2 separate regions of the Gasterosteus aculeatus genome follow, and region 2 is linked to region 1. The links are chromatin contacts, called in public Hi-C maps. All regions are on one chromosome and are shown on one strand. The core of a region is the stretch at or near the end of the contact, and the rest is flanking DNA. Distances in the headings are between cores, read along the strand shown. Region 1 overlaps tnr (tenascin R (restrictin, janusin)). Region 2 holds the start of mrps14 (mitochondrial ribosomal protein S14).

Region 1 (3,889 bases), core at 552-3,051:
GGTTGACCATTGGGTGTCACTCATGCACAATGAATACAACAGTTATGTGTCCAATCGTCCCCTTTTCATTTCAATTGATCCAAGTGCAAACACAGTAACATTAAATCATTTATATAACATTTCTAGGACGCTGCATAAATGTGGATGTTAAGTGAAACAGAAATGTTTTTCTCTCCTTCAGCATACGTATCTGCATAACTGCAGAATTTCAATCTGTGCGCAACAGGGAGAATATTTGCATTTGATGCTGTTTGGTTTCATTTGGACCTTTTTAGCAATTACAACAACACACAGCTAATCCAAAGGCTTCATTTCACACCATATGAGCAGTAACTCTGTGCAGCGTTTGACACAAAGAAGAGCCACGGGCTTTACACATCCACACTCATTCGCTTTTGTCGCTCCAACTTCAAAAAATGCATTTAGCTTAAATCTAACAAACAAGGACAGATGTCTTTGGTCACTGAGCGACCAAACAAACTGCATCAAATGAAGCACATGGCGAAGCATGAAGAGTTAACCAGACATGTAATATCAGTCCCTTTAGATTTGGGCTTTGTGCTCTGCACGAGTACTGTTGGCTCACAGCTCCAAACAACGGTTTCTAAGATACGTTTTCTTCTCATAATATATGTACAACAATTTATATTCAAAAATATGAACTATGAGTTTCAAACATTTTTGAACACAAAATTGATTGAGATTCCATGTCACTGCTTTTAATTAAGTTCTTTCGCTAACAATTGCACACAGTAGTTTCGTTCGAATTGAATGCCTTGAAATCTGGAGGATCTCGCAAATCCAGTTGGAATTGGAAATACAATTAATTTCTCTTTGATCGTGTTCCTTTGGATCCAAATCTCCAAATCTCATTACTGTGAGCTGCCTCAACGTGTGCATATTTGAATAATGTTGCTGCAGAAGTAATTAGTCATATCCCTCATTATTGCTCAGAGCAAATATGATTGCTGGTGGTGGAAGATTGAGGTACTCATTTTCCGCTGGTTTTGCTCACTTGAGGTCTGTCGTCGGCGACAATATGTAGTTAACTCGGCTCTAATCTATCCACATATGGGCGATCCTCACAGATGTTCAGCCAGCTTCCCCTCTTACAGAGATAATAGACTTTTGTAAATTACACACATTAGCTCCAAGATGAATTTCCTATCTGAGTAACATTTACTTACCAGTTTGTGAATGCATCCATCACGGTTAGTTATGTCCGTGCCTGGAGCAATAAAGGTGTCTCCATTCAATGCTCAGACGGATAAATGCACCTCCAGCAAACATCCTGCCACTCACACCCGATCACTAGCAAGCGTATGAAGATATGCATTATAAAACAGGGTCCTTTCACTTTTGCAATATGGATCCTCGTCTTGACCCTGAAAACCTGGTGGGAATATGTGAGGTCCTCTGAGACAGAGAGACGCAGTTTACCAGCTGCAGCCACACTTAATTCACATAAATACATTGCCTAGAAATGTGTGTTTTGTACACGCTGAATATTTCATTTTCACTTTCTCATTTGAATGTCTATGCAATTTCAGGTGTAACACACACATGCACCAAAACACACAAATAGGCAAGTTCCTATTTGACGAATTGATCTTCTGTGGATTTATGTCTCATCCAAAGACTGAGGTCACAGAAAATACTCAGTCACACGTCTCGGCTTCCTGAGACCGGGTCAGTGAACCGCAAATTTAAAATAAACCGAGGGGAGTGGCTGTGACTTTGCAACCACAAACAGAAATGTTTGTTTCCTGTTTGCTTAGCAACTTCACGGCTTGGCTGTCGGATAAGAGTATTGTATCTCGCATCCCCTGACGAGTCGGCCACACTTGCCGTGTATTTCCGATGGCTCAGTTCATTTGCACATGCGACAACGTAGGCGGCCCTACTTGGAAAGAGAAACTCACTGCTGAGGTCCTTTTTATTTCTGTGTCATGCCAAACACACAGCAGTACAAAACACCACTATTCTCACGGCACAAACGCACATCAGTTCAAATAAACCAAACCAAATAAACCAAACACTAAACATAATTAAATAATATTGCTTTAACTGAACTGAAGATCTATTCAATTATTATTAGTGAAGAAACCGCTTTAAATGAATAAACTGTGCAGCATTTTTTGTGCAGTGTTATTATTTGCAAAATTGTCCTCGAAATGTGTAGAGGTATATTTTTTACTCTACAACTTCATCATTGCAGTTTTAAGATGAAGGTCATGTCATTTTTCCAGCCCCTCTACATCCACCCCACTTGTTGCCAGTGTGATGTGTTGTTGTGCGACGTGGTTTTCCTGAGCAACAATAGCTTGAAGGTTTCTGTGTTGCCGCAGGTCTTTTGAAAACTCACAAGCTCACTCTATTTTATCAGCGATAATTCGTTTTCCCCCCCTGAGGTTCATCCTGGTTACACATTAAATTAAATTTAAAAAATGTAAATTTATAAGAGCAATTTGTTCATATTGACTCTTTTAAGAGGCATGGGTGTGAATTTGTCGGTGTGCGTGCGCACTAGGAGCTGATCCTGGATGCGGAGGACACGTGGATTCGACTGGAGGGGCTGGCGGAGACCGCGGAGTACACCGTCAACCTGCAGGCTGCCAGGGGACTGGACACCAGCGCGGTGGTCTCCACCACCTTCACCACAGGTACGGCACGCACGACGCATTTGGATCCTTTCATTTGTGTTTGGAAAGAGATTCTTAAAGGGTTAGTCCCCCCCCCCCCCCCCCCTCTTTGCTTCACATTCACATTACTGACAACAAAACAAAGTTGTGCACAATAATGGGCCCTCAAAGTCAAGCACACTTTCCATCCCCCGTCCCCGTAGCGTGTTGAGGCAGACTGCTGCGGGGCGGCTGTCCACAATCCTTGAGGTACACAAGGTGCTCTAATCTCAAGTGTGTAATTAGATGGCGGATACGTCACTCACACAAGGGTTAGGGAGCGCCGCGAAGACGCTAATCACCTCGGATCTCATCTATAAAACATTGCAAAGGATTGTATAAACACAAGAATCAGCGGGGAAATGTGCCCACATGGATCAGCCTCAACGCCACATGAAGCGGCCAAAGCAGGAAGCAGGATGCAGGAAGTGAACCTGCGGACCAATCGTTCTTTACGAGGGGAAACTACTGGGAGGAAGATCAAAAAAAGGAATTTTCTGACAATCAAGGGGCTTGTGGGAGAGGTGGCCTCTGAATTCTATTAGAAGACGCTATCCAGTGTTGTCTTGGATTCCCATAGCTGTGTACCCCCCCCTCCCCCCGATGAAATGCTGAGTTGAACTTGATTCAAGAGTTGAGGTAGTTTCTATCTTCTATAATTGAAAGCTGATGGGTCCCATTTTACGTCACACATATGCGTCTTTGCATTATAATATAAAGTGCTGCAGTTCAACACACCTGTCACCCGACACCACATCATTTCAAACTGTATCCACGCATTTCACAGAAATCTCCCCGAACGGAAGTATTTGCATCAATCTAAGGGCAAAAAAAACAAAAGAACAGATCATGACTGGTCCTTCTCCACCTCCCCAGGGAGCCGTCTGTTTGCAACACCTCAGAATTGTGCCCAGCACCTGCTGAACGGAGAGGCGCTGAGCGGCGTCTACACCATTTACATCAACAGAGACGCCAGCCAGGGTGTGCAGGTGTATTGTGACATGACCACGGACGAAGGAGGCTGGATTGTAAGTCACTGTTGGGATGACGCTTTCTTTAACCAGCACATTTCTCATGATTGTAACTGTGTCTGTTCTGAGAATTTAGAATTTTCTCAGCTATTTTAGTCAATATCTGCGTTGTATCTTCATGATCTTGAGACGTCGTCGTGTTTTGGTGCGCAGGTATTTCAGCGTCGTCAGAACGGC
Region 2 (3,889 bases), core at 942-3,441, 74 kb after region 1:
TGTGATTTTATGGCTTAGCTGATAAGATGCATTTTGTTTTGGCAGCTAGAGATGACTGCACTCATTATTCGAACTACCAGAGGCGGTGATTGCTGAGGTCCCGTCTCATCCATCTAACGCCATTATTAGATGACAATAAGGTCACTATAGCGCATTGTGTATTTTCAACTTCTACATAAAATAAGATAATATAATCCTTTATTTGTCTCCCAGCGAAAAAAAACTACATCGAAACAGTTATTCATTGCAGTAACAAAAAAACAAAAATCCACAATAACTGGAACTAAGATGAAACTAGACAAACTGGATGAATATTATATATACATTAATCTTAAATAATGCATACAGATATTATCCATCCATCCATCCATTGTCAAACCGCTTATCCTGCACACAGGGTCGCGGGGGGGCTGGAGTCCATCCCAGCCAACTTCGGGCGATAGACAGGGTACATCCTGGATTGGTCGCCAGCCAATCGCAGGGCTACACAGAGACATACAACCATTCACACTCACATTCACACATCTACGGGCAATTTAAAGTCACCAATTAACCTGATCCCCAGAGCATGTCTTTGGACTGTGGGAGGAAGCCGGAGAACCCGGAGAGAACCCACGCAGACACGGGGAGAACATGCAGACTCCACACAGAAAGGCCACTGGGTGGAATCGAACCCAGGACCTTCTTGCTGTGAGGCGACAGTGCTAACCACCACGCCACCGTGCCGCCTACAGATATTATATACAGTGTAAATACATAGATGATACTTCAAGTCGTATATACTCTGTCTCAGTTGCACATTTTTGACCCTGCATGTCCGTATTGTTGACTGCAGTTGTTTTCATGGAGAAGGCCACTTTTCTGCATTGCCAATGAGTAATCTTCACTTATCTGAGAAACACCTCAGTTCTATATTGCGCGGATTTGGCCCCGAATCTCCCAAGTCTTTGCTTTGATCCAGGCTGAGGTCTTGATCCTCTGTGAGGCATTAACTCCACTGCTGTTAAGTCACCTGTCTACATGACACCTTTATTTTCAAATGCTCCTTTGATGCCAGCTGATAAAAAAAAAGTGATATTCTATTTGTATTATCCACTCATACGGTCTGAGAGTCCAAGAAGTTATTTGAGTGCTTCCTCTTCACTGGTCCCTTAACGCAGAGCAATCCCAGCCACACACAGCGGATCAAAAGCCTTTTCATTCATGAGCCAGTGTACGTCACTAATCACCTCCTTCTTCACACGTTCAAACAGTTACAAACTCAAATCAACATCTGATGGCAGACTGTTTAAAACTCTGTAAAAACGGTATTTTGACGAACCAATGCAAAGCTTTAATCTCGGCACGTGTCATACATTGTACACTGCATGGAAACAAAGAAGGTCAGCTTTCAGGTCCTCGCGTCTTTTACATCTCTCTGCCAGGGGGGTAAAATGCATGGAAGAGGCAATGGTTTTGCCCTCTTGGTGGTATTGCCACTTTAGGTGTTTAAGGCCAAAACCAACTGAGGGCCAAAAAACAGCTGAATGATGAGATACTGCTGCTGTTAAATGGCGATGCTGTGTTTACCAAAAAGGCACTTTTTGTCTTGCTTGACATTAATGATCAAAACAATGTTACCAACCAACCCTGAACATATAAGAAGAGTTGATGCTGTATATGTAACATCAGTTTTACAAATACCTCTATTATAAGAGCTACACTGGAGCAATCAGTCATTTTCATTTAACACAAGCCTTTACAGATTTTCCACCCTGCTTCATGATGTTACTCTTTATAGAGGAAGCAAAGCCTGCTGTGCGTCATGTGCTTGTATTTATCCAAGAATGCATCCCAAATTATAGGAATTGTTTAAAACAACTTAAATTGAATCCTGAATCTGTAATTGTTAAATGTATTTTGTATAATAAACCTGGTAAAACCATCCCCTGCTGATCCCGTGAATAAGTACACTGTTTCATACATGTACGTCCTTCATTCAATACAGCTCCATTGTTAGTGGTTTCAGGGGAGAAGTGATGTGTCTGGTGTTTCAGAGGATTGGAGAATAGGATTTGACTCCACATGTTTAGACACTTCTTTGGAGACAATATGACCTGAAGCTCATAGAACGACACTGCTCCCTGCTGGTTCGTTAGTAGTATTACCGGGGTCTTAAACTACAAGTCCCAAGCACGACTAAACTCCTCCCGCTGTGGTCAAAGATGCAATTGAGTCGCGTTGGTTTGCCATCACTGATCTGATCACCAAATTTAATTTAGTCATCAATAACCACATTGCAAAACACTTTGTGCCGCAGTAGATCTCCTCTACAATAAGCTTCTCCTTTCCCACTCCCGCCCGACAGGCGGCGACATTTCTCCGGTGGCGCCGTCCTCCTTCGGTGCTTCTGTGTGACAGACTCGGTCAATATGGCGGCGCACAGGGTGGCTTGTTTAGGTTTAAATGCCCTTTATTCTACTGTCTGCGCCCCAAAGCAGGTAACTTACCACATGCAATCCAATATCAGGGGTTATAAATACGACTCTATCACACAAGTATGAGGTTGAGAAAGCAAACGTTTCAGTATTAGCTAACGTTAGTGCTGCTAGCTTTCTGTTGTTAGTTTCGAAGCTAATGCTAACTTCACGCCTTGTATGACGTTAATTATACGATAAGTTACCTACCTGTGTTGCTAGCGTAATAGCTAATAGCAAAGGGAGCTATCTGACAGATCCATGTAAAAGGGTAAAAATGTCCGTCCGTTGAAGGTGAGCGAATGAAGCAGATGTGATCGCGCCGCTGGGCACATCTGTATTGCTTTAGTTTAACAAACTACCTGCAAAACATGTTTGCTTTGAGATGTCCGCACCTAAAGACGAGAGGGAAACGTGTTCACGGGGAAACACGTCCGAGTGGGAAAACCTTTAACACAGGGACACGATATCAGCAGCTACGACAGGGTTCTGTTTTTTATAAGAGAACGTTTTTGTTTTTTAACTGTTCATCCTACATCAAATATTCAAACCAGAGTCCTGTTTCCGGTAACACTTAAAACGGGTTAATAGAATATAGAATTTTCCACTGACAACACAAGCTGATATAGTATGATTATTGTGAATGCCATCTGACTTCACTGTTCAGTGTTTCCAAATGCACAAACTAATGGCAGTGGTATTGAGTCATCTTATATCGTATATTAGTCATTTTATTATTTATTTATTTATTTATGAGTGCACCTGTTTGGCTCCATTGATATTGATTACATATGTTGCCACGATAGCTACAGTGAGTTGAAACCGATGACAATTAGAGACTATCGCTGTCTTTGTTTCTTTGGTTTAAATCGACAACTTTGTAGAACTAAGTTTCTCCATTAAAGATTTGCGAAAACGCCCCAGAAAAAATGCTGCATTTACCAGTTGCTTGCTTATACGTTTTGAAATAAGTACTTCATTTGATTAACGGGGGGGCGACCCTAGTTACGAGGGGATATTGAGTGAGTCCAAAAACCCACGTTGACTCTTTGCTTGGCCGTTGTCCATAACAGTGTTTATGAATCCAAATGATCAGCTTTGTGATCACAATAACATTTGTATACAAACATCTTCAACGCTACTTGCAGGCCCTGAGGAGCTGTTGGGGGGCGGTGGAGCAGGCGAGGAGTTACTACGTCGACTGGAGGATGCTTAGGGACGTGAAGAGAAGACAGATGGCTTTTGACTATGCTGATGAGAGGTTACGGATCAATGCACTGAGGAAGAACACCATCCTGCCCAAAGAGCTTCAGGTACGGTGCAATATGTCTTTTCAAAATGCCACTTACGGTCCGTATTTTTTTAGTACTGAGCAATAATACACCAGTATAATGTATAAGCTTTTACCATAATCAAATATGTAGTAATCATTA

The links. Hi-C and Micro-C count contacts between places; a contact is called where the count stands out from the background.
Region 2: a contact with region 1 is called in a Hi-C map of skeletal muscle, with 4 times the contacts expected there. The contact joins the promoter of mrps14 here to the enhancer-like site in region 1. A contact is called at or near these places in 4 of 6 Hi-C or Micro-C datasets (skeletal muscle, tail fin and whole body).

The regions. Positions count from the first base shown.
Region 1 is chr3:2,001,245-2,005,133 of fGasAcu3.hap1.1, forward strand. It overlaps tnr (tenascin R (restrictin, janusin)), which reads left to right. Exons shown (of 30, transcript XM_040170698.2): 25 at 2,531-2,663; 26 at 3,558-3,709; 27 at 3,866-3,889. Among protein-coding and RNA genes, the nearest start is that of kiaa0040, 30 kb to the right of the region's middle. Within about 2 kb of position 1,802, at least 1 of the 9 cell types and tissues checked has open chromatin away from gene starts, as enhancers often do.
Region 2 is chr3:2,074,482-2,078,370 of fGasAcu3.hap1.1, forward strand. mrps14 (mitochondrial ribosomal protein S14) reads left to right here and starts at 2,192. Exons shown (of 3, transcript XM_040170979.2): 1 at 2,192-2,480; 2 at 3,605-3,769. The coding sequence starts at 2,412.